Linked DNA regions of Mus musculus: region 1 is linked to region 2. A link is a contact called in public ChIA-PET data. All regions are on one chromosome and are shown on one strand. Each heading gives the region's core, a stretch centred on a gene start, on an enhancer-like site or on the middle of the called end of the contact. The rest is flanking DNA. Distances are from core to core; before and after follow the strand shown.

Region 1 (4,388 bases), core at 1,131-3,630, 420 kb after region 2:
CAGTTTTTATTGGTTTGGCATTTCTTGTAAGGCCTTGGGCCTAGTAGTGGAGTTCACCGTGAGAGGAGCAAAGCTTCACCCCTGTGATCTGCACCTGCAGAAGCCTGAGCCTGGGTGGGTGGGGCCTTCTGAGTCCCGCCCCTTCAGACTCCTCCCTCCATTCTGATTGGGAGTGCTGGCAGTGGAGGGAGAGAGTCCTTACCCTGCTCTTCTCTCCAGCGTAAGACCACTGTCCAACACCGAAGGTGAAGATTTATCCCCACTGATATATAATTGTGCGATTTCTCCTGGGTTCAGGAATCACACTGCTTTCCACATCCTAAGCGGTGTGACCTGGCTCAAGCCAGGAGACTCTTAGCTGAGCCCTCCCATTCTCATCCCTGTCCATGCAGTAACCATTCTCCAGCTCCCTGGGCCCTCTGACCCACCACCAGATGCCAGACTCAGCTTTTAAAAACTACAACGCCTGTTCTTAACACCTTCTATGGGATTCCAGAAGTTGCACAGATTTCTCAGGGAGAACTTTAAAAGTCTGTGACGTGAGTTTAGACCTGCCGCTCAGTTTTTTCTTATAGACATATGATGAAGCAACACTCCCTGCCCTGAGAAAGTGAAACCAGCCCTCACTTCCGGGTGGGCTAAGGAGCCCACAGCTTTCTCAGTCCGCTTGCTTCGTCTGAACGGGGCACACCTTGTCCTTTTGTTTGGCTCTTCAGCCATTGCAGCCGCAGGTGGAGAGGAGCCTCCTCAGGCAGGGTCACCCATTCTATGCTTGTCTCATGGGTTAGTGAGCCTGCTCCGGAAGAGCTCTTGAAATATAAGACCCTTTGCTTGGTATCTCTAGCACTCAATACAAGAACATACTAGAAACTCAATGAAATATCACGTTAGGAGGGAATTCTTTCTTACCTCTGCAAACCCAAACCATTAAAGATGGTCTCACCCCTGTGCTTATGCATTCCCCTGGCCACTGTCACAGTCTAGTCTTTTCTGAAGCAGGGTCTTGTTACACAGCCTGGCCTGGCCTGGAGCTCCTGATCCCTCGCTTCAGGTCCTCAGTGCTGTGGTTACAAGCGTGCTCCCCACTCACAGCCTCCGGGCAGGCTTTGCTGATTCTGTGTGAGCAGGCGAAGTCCCTTCCTGGTCTATAGCCTAATATATACACATGTGTCTATATGTCTATATCAATACCTGTATAGATATATATTGACATTCATTTATATAACCACATTCAATTCTTGTCTCTTCACTGCCTAGCCTCTCAAGGGAAATTCTTATAAATCTAAGGGCATGCATAGGCTTTGGGTTCAGATTGGCATTTTGCTCATGGATAACTGTCCCACATGGCATTGGTTAGTCATTTGGCCTCTAAGCTTCTCTTCCCTACTTTGCCAAATGGTCCTGGCAATGGCGATGCCCAGCTTCTGGTGCCATTGAAGTGAAGTGAGCCACCGCACAGCATTTGCTGCTGATGAAAAGCTCTGTGAAGGGAGTTGTTCTCATTAGAAACGCTGTGGAATATTCCTCACACTTGTGTAAAATTCAGCCCTTTTAAAGAGGGAGTTTTTCATAGGTTCCCCAAGGATGCATATACAGAAACCTTGGCTAGCAGTAAGTTTCACAGCACAAATGGTATAAGAATTTTTGCACAGCATATCACACACACACACACACACACACACACACACACACACACACACAAAGTCAAAAACTGAAGCAGTTCTGGAGAACTTGCAGAACCTGAGACGTGTTGTCTGGCCCCAGTCTCAGAAGCTTGCATTTACCGAGCTGGAAGATGAATGGGGGCAGAAGGCTCTTGCCCTCACTGGCCTTGAGTGTCCCTGCAGAAGGCAGTCTTAATGTGGCTTCGTGGGTGGCAGAGACCTCAACCTTTTGTTCCTCCGTGGTGGCCGCAGGAGCCATAGGCCACTGCTTTGTCTCTGGTGACTTCGCCTGGAATGGAGCCAACCCACAGCTGTATGCATGCTTCACCCTAGCCCAGAAACCAGCAGCGCTTTGCACACAATGGAGAGGAACAGGCTGCGGCAAGGGGAGGCCTCCTGGGCAGAGAGAGAGAAATTTGGTCCAGGGAAAACAATCCAGCTCTGAAATCTTCCATCTTTAGCAGATGGAGAAATCACCACAGCAAAAAAAAAAAAAAGAAAGAAAGAAAAAAAAGAAAAAGAAAAAAAAAGGGGGGGGGTGGCTGCCATAGCAGAGAAGACCTAGCAGCTAAACAGGAAGAGAGTCTATATCCCCCCACTACCACTGCCCCAGGACCACAGTAGCAAAAGAAGTTCTGTGCAACCCGAGGCTCCTTTGGGGTTTGCACATAGTCTGTCTGTAATGCCAGGCCTCAGCCCAACCTCTCACCACATGCCGCCTCTTCTCTAGCAGGAGCCAGCTTCTGGGAGTCACCCTGGACACAGACCCAGAACAAACCATCCAGATATTTCCATTGTTGGGTTCAAAGAGATCCCTAGGGCAGCTCCCTCCCTACAAGTAGCATGCGGCAGCTACACACACACACACACACACACACACACACACACACACACACACGGAGAGGGGGAGAGAGAGGTCTCTGTAGTAAACAACTTAGCTGCCCACCATTCTCTTTCCCCACAACCTAAGAACAAGTCTAAATGATGATGGGGCAATGAGCAGACTCATTCTGCAAACATGAACAGGGACCAGTGCCATGTGGGAGTAATCTGAGAGACAGCAGCAGCCTTGCCTCAGGACGCCTCCCTGAAGCTCTTTCTCCACTGGAGATGCAGCTGACAGAAGCTATAGAACGTGAATGCTATTTCTCTCACCCCAGGAGACCACGAGAAAGAAGAAGAGGAAGAAAATGAAATGATGTGAACCAAGCCCAGCATTCTAGAATGTACCCGGTGGTGACTCTGCAGGGCACAGAGTCGCTCTCCCCTCAGCAATGGAATGCAGCTGCTCTAGGGAGCTCATCTGTAGACTGCGGGTTCACAGCGCTACTGGAGGCGGGCCAGGCCCAAAGCACCCCCAGAAAACTGTGAGGTTAGTGGAGGAATTAGTTGTGTTCTAAATCACCACGACGCAGCACAGTCCATCAGTTTTGAAAGGGAGAGTTGCTGCAGTGTTGGTGATAGGCAGAGCTCAGAGAACCACAGCTGCCTTCCTCCTGTGAACGGAAAGTTTCCAGGGGGCAGCTAGACAATATATGCCAGAGGCCTTGCTCAACTAGACTTCCAGGAAGCTAGCCTGAGAAGGTAGTCTGATGGGTTGTGTTGGAATGCGTGTGTTCTCTTCAGTGTGTGATGCTCAGTCCTCATTGACAACTTGACGAAATCACCATCACCTAGAAACCTTTGAGTGTGTCCGGGAGAGGTCTCCAGAGAGGTTTGAGAAAAGGAGGGTCCATGTTAAAGGAGGGCACCACCTTTCTGTTGGCTGGGAACCCAGAACCAATGAACTGGAGCATGTGAACTGAGCCCGGCATTCAAGTCTTTTTCCTGATTACAGACACCACGTCCCCCCTCTTCCCCTTCCTCCCCACCCCTCCATCATGTCTTCCCCTTCTGGGATGCGACCCAAGATAAACCCTTCCTTCTCTAGGCTGCACTGGCTGGCTACTTGGTCACAACTCTGAGAAAAGTAACTAATACCGAGTGCTGTTTGCGATAAACATAAATGGCCCACAGTCAGGCTGGGCTGCTGGGTAAGAGGAGAGTCTTATGCAGCCATAAAACTCTCATGAAGAAAAATTACCCATGTGGGAAATTTTCTCCTACAGTACAGAGAAATCTAAAAACATCTTCCAAGATATTGTTTCTGAATATTTCCAATGGTATATATGTAAATAAAACAAAAATAAATATAAAATGACCAGGAAGGCCTATGGTTGCATAGGGGAGGGTGATTTTTTTTTTTTCTTCTTTCACATTCCTCACAGTTAGTGTGTATTATATTTTTAATTAGGTAGGCTGGGTTTTTTTTTTTTTTAAGCAATAACTTGTCTATCTTTAGGAAGACAGACAATTTCACACACACACACACACACACACACACACACACACACACACACACTTTTAGAGCAAACTTTTCATTCCATGGCCTCCTGAATAGAGACTAGATCTGGCAGACACCAAGTGAACACAGGGTGAAACTGTTGACACACGAGTCCCTTGCCGGGCCAGCTGTTAGTGAGAAGACGGGCTCCCATTTTCAATGAGTAAGACTTCCAAGAGAGGAAACCTGGAGCATGCAAATGCATGGCTCACATGCCCAGAAAGCCACCCTTGGCCACTGGCCAGATGCAGGACCCCCTGGCCCAGAAGGTAAGGGGTTAGACTTAGCACCAAGAGATGCTGACAGGTGCCTCCTTACCCGCCCCTCTGCACACATCTGCA
Region 2 (4,506 bases), core at 862-3,361:
TGAGGAAATAGCTCACTTGCCTATAATCCCCATCCCCAAACCACTCACCCCTCCCCTAAAAGAGGTACCTATTGAACTGTGAGGACAGATGGACAGAATGGTCACAACATTTGGTTATTGAATGGTTTACTGATAGTTCATCAACCACTGAAAAATTCCAAAAAAAAAAAAAAAAAAAAAAAAAAAAAAAAAAAAACCAAAAGCCAAAAGCCAAAAGTAATGGGAAGCTGCAGACTGGAGGATGGAATGGCCAGTACTGAGGAAAGAACCACAATATCAGACAGACGACTAGGAAAGCAAAAGGAAAATACCTTCTCCAATTCATGATATAGATATGGTCATCAAAATGGAAAACCACTAAGTGGCAGATTAATGGCAGAGATATCTGGTCATGGGAGGCATGAATGGGAATCGTAAAACCTAGCAAAACTTAGCAAAGATGTCAAATTTTATGTAGCTCATACAGGCAATAGAGGCCAAATAATGAAAATAATAGTGGACAAATTGGCATCAAGTTTAATTAAAACCCATGAGCTACACCCCCCCCCTACTGCAGCAAGTACAATTAAAACTAATGTATTGATTTTTTTTGCTTTGAAACAGATTCTGAGAACATCTTTAGAGGGTCATTATTATTTCTATCTCATATAGCCTCTCCAGTTATGGAGAGTTGTGAGCTGCCATGTAGGTGCTGGGACTCAAACCTAGGTCCTTCAGGTCAGCCAGCTCTTAACAACTGAGCTACTAGGCATGTGTCACACCCCTCACTTTCTGTATGATGACATCTTTCCCCACTCTTCTATTTTGAGTGTATGTATTTGAGTGTAAACTGACTTTTATTTACACCAGGAATAGTTAGATCTTGTTCTTGTTTTTATTTTGTTTGTTTGTTTCTGAGACTTGAATTGAGGGCTGTGTTTGTGTTGTTCCACTGAGTTATGACCCAGTAACAATGCCTGCTTTTTGGTTGGATTCTTTAAGCCATTCATACTTAATGCTATTATTGGTAGGATTGGGTTTATACTTGTCTTTTTGGTTTATCTTATTTCTCATGTATCATATGTTCATCTTCCAACATTACTACCTGCATTTATTTATTTATTTACTAATTGGTATGTTTGCACCCTAGAGAAATCACATACTATACAGTTTATTATAAAAATCCTCTACAGGGTTACTAGAGAGACAGCTAATTTATTTATTTTTGAGACAAGAATCTCATGTCCCAGCTCCCTCCAACTTGGTATGTAGCCAAGAAAGACTTTGAACTTTTTTTTTTTTAAAGATTTATTTATTTATTTATTATATGTAAGTACACTGTAGCTGTCCTCAGACACTCCAGAAGAGGGCGTCAGATCTCGTTACGGATGGTTGTGAGCCACCATGTGGTTGCTGGGATTTGAACTTCGGACCTTCGGAAGAGCAGTCGGGTGCTCTTACCCACTGAGCCATCTCACCAGCCCCGACTTTGAACTTTTGATAACCCTACCTCACCTCTTTTTTTTTTTTTTTTTTTAAAGATTTGTTTATTTTATTATATATGAGTACACTGTAGCTGTCTTCAGATGCACCAGAAGAGGGCGTCAGATCTCATTACGGGTGGTTGTGAGCCACCATGTGGTTGCTGGGATTTGAACTCAGGACCTTCGGAAGAGCAGTCGGTGCTCTTAACCACTGCTAGCCCCACCTCACCTCTTAAATACTGGGATTACAGCAGGTGTGTGTTCATAGCTCACTTTCTGAGGTGCTAGGGACCAAGCTCAGCATGAAGATCATGCATACTATCTGCATAGTAGGCAAGTGCCTAACACCTGAGTTACATTCCTATCCGTACTACCCAATTCTGATGCTGATTCTTATCACTTCTAGCACTCTCAGTTGTTATTTGCTGATTTTTGCCTAGTAATTTAAGGGAATCATTTTAGCAAAGTGTATATTCTGGATTGTGAAACCTGACGTCTACTTTTAGAAGGCATTGGCCTTTGTGATTTTCATGAGAGAGTAATTGTTTTAGCAGGTTTGGGATGACTGATTTCTGTTAAGTGTTCTGTCTGTTGTCACAGCTAGCAGTTAGGCTATGGTAACTGGTTTGTGTGTGTGTGTGTGTGTGTGTGTGTGTGTGCGCGGGCGCGCGCACATGCTAGGGGCACTGTTGTAGCTAGTTGTTCCCATCTGACAGTCCTTGTGTCCCGTCCGTTGGTGTGTCCTACCCCATCTCCCACTCCCAGTGCCTGAGCCACAGGTTTGAGGTTCATCTTAGAGATTTGTTCTAACCTAGAAGGAGAATGTTCTTAGTGGGCTGTCTTGTCAGTTCTGGTTTCATTTGTTCTGTGGTATTGCCATCTTCTTTTTAACTGTTTGCCACTAAAATTTCCTGTTTTTAAAAGAGTGCTCTTAGGCTTGTCTTTCTTTCTGTTCCAAATCAAATCAGTTTTAGGGTGAAGAGCTTGGTAGGTTTGTTTGTTTGTTTGTTTTGTTTTTTTTGAGACAGGGCTTCTCTGTCCTGGAATTAACTATGTAGACCAGGCTGGACTCAAACTCAGAAATCCACCTGTCTCTGCCTCCCAAGTGCTGGGATTAAAGGTGTGCACCACCACTGCCTGGCTTTAGTTTTTTGTTCTTATGGCCTCCTTTTCCCTGAGCAGATTCATAGCCTCCACCTGTGTGTGCCTGCACATACACATCCATGTTCTCTCTCTCTCTCTCTCTCTCTCTCTCTCTCTCTCTCTTTCTCTCTCTCTCTCTCTGTCTCTCTCTCTGTCTCTGTCTCTCTCTGTCTCTCTCTCTCTCTCACAGGCCCCATTGTGTTTGTATGAGTGTTAGAGGACAAAGATAGGATAACCTTGGATATCTGTGTTTGCCTTCCACCTTTTTGTGACAGTTTCTTTGTTTTGCCACTGAGTATGGCTTAGCTGGACTTGCAGGGATTCTTGGCTTTGCCTTCTGTCTTGATGTAGTAGCACTGTGATTATATTACATACCTGTCTTACCATGTGCTCTGGAGGATTCTAATACAGCTTCTCACATTTGTGCAGCAAATGCTTTACCCACTGAGTCATCTCAGCATCTGAGCAGATTCTTGAGCCTATGCTTTGGAGTGCTAGATGGGAACATGTTTTAATTCTTTTTTGTTTTGTTTTTTGAGACAGCGTTTCTCTGTGTAAGCCCTGGCTGTCCTGGAACTCACTTGTAGACCAGGCTGGCCTCAAAGTCAGAAATCCGCCTGCCTCTGCCTCCCAAGTGCTGGGATTAAAGGCATGTGCCACCACCGCCCGGCCATGTCTTAATTCTTGATGACATGAGCAAGATGTTGAGTAGAGGAAACCATAGCTATTGGCTTCATTGAATCCACTTTCATAGAACGAATTCTTTGTCCTACAAGTGAACTGCCTCAGCATCTTTTGGTCTGCAGTGCATGGGGCAAAATCTTTGCACTGGGATTGGGGAAAGAAGGAAGCTCCAGATCTGGCTACACTGTCTTAGCTTTGGAGTTTAAATTCAAACACAGATAGGATGAGAAATGCTTGTGGCTGGTCCTTCCTGGGGACCTGACATTGGTGGATAATATGTCTTTTTGGCTACGTTCACCTGGAATGTTGCCTTTTGAGAAGAGGTTGGGGAGTGGGTCATGGTTTAAATGTCATAGACTCTAGTTTTTATTTTTTCCAGTCGGTCAGACTTTTGTATTTGACAGTGTTTCCATTATTTAGCTCTATTTAAGATGATTATTAATGTGTCACAGCTTAAATACTCTACACGTGGTATGCATCACATGTATGCTGCCTTAATGTGAGTTACCTAAAACACTTTTCAAATTTTATTTAAGATTCTATGCTTTAATATTTTTATATAGTGTTTTGGTTAGTTTCTTTTTTTTGAGACAGGGTCTCACATTGTATCCCTGGCTAGCTTGGATCAGCCTACTTCTGCCTCCTGAGTTAAAGATTTGTTTTTGTTATTAATGTGTATGTATGTGTATCTGTATATAGATATGGGCACATGAGTGTACATGGAGGCCAGAGATGCCAGATTCCCCTAGGGTTGGAGTTAGAGGTGGTTGTGAGCCACTCTGTATGGGGTGCTGGGAATTAAGCTCTGCAAATGCAGCTGACACCCTTAACCACTGAGCATTTTTTTCAGCTCATCTAGTTTCTTTTTTTTTTTTTAAGATTTATTTATTTATTATATGTAAGTACACTGTAGCTGTCTTCAGACACACCAGAAGAGGGCATCAGATCTCATTACGGATGGTTGTGAGCCACCATGTGGTTGCTGGGATTTGAACTCTGGACCTTTGGAAGAGCAGTCGGGTGCTCTTACCCACTGAGCCATCTCACCAGCCCTCATCTAGCTTCTTAATGTTTGTTCTAGACAAAATATTTGTAACTTTTAATTTGTTTTTATTGATGCTTTTATTGGTGTGTAGCAAATTATAGAAACTTTAGGCTGAATGTGGTGACATACCTGTGATTCCATGTACAGTACTTGGCTGGGGCAGGTGGATTG

What was found. ChIA-PET counts read pairs in DNA pulled down with a chosen protein or histone mark.
Region 1: a contact with region 2 is called in an RNA polymerase II ChIA-PET map of memory CD8 T cells, with 5 read pairs. The contact joins two enhancer-like sites. A contact is called at or near these places in 1 of 115 datasets of contacts at active chromatin or transcription factors (memory CD8 T cells) and 1 of 9 other capture datasets (adipose tissue).

Annotation. Positions count from the first base shown.
Region 1 is chr3:103,714,556-103,718,943 of GRCm38.p6, forward strand. No RefSeq gene overlaps it. Among named protein-coding and RNA genes, the nearest start is that of Olfml3, 21 kb to the right of the region's middle. Within about 2 kb of position 2,381, at least 97 of the 459 cell types and tissues checked have an H3K27ac peak or open chromatin away from gene starts, as enhancers often do. A contact at or near this core is called in memory CD8 T cells, where this site is marked.
Region 2 is chr3:103,296,145-103,300,650 of GRCm38.p6, forward strand. The region is part of intron 1 of Trim33 (tripartite motif-containing 33); the gene reads left to right. Among named protein-coding and RNA genes, the nearest start is that of Trim33, 19 kb to the left of the region's middle. Within about 2 kb of position 2,112, at least 15 of the 459 cell types and tissues checked have an H3K27ac peak or open chromatin away from gene starts, as enhancers often do. A contact at or near this core is called in memory CD8 T cells, where this site is marked.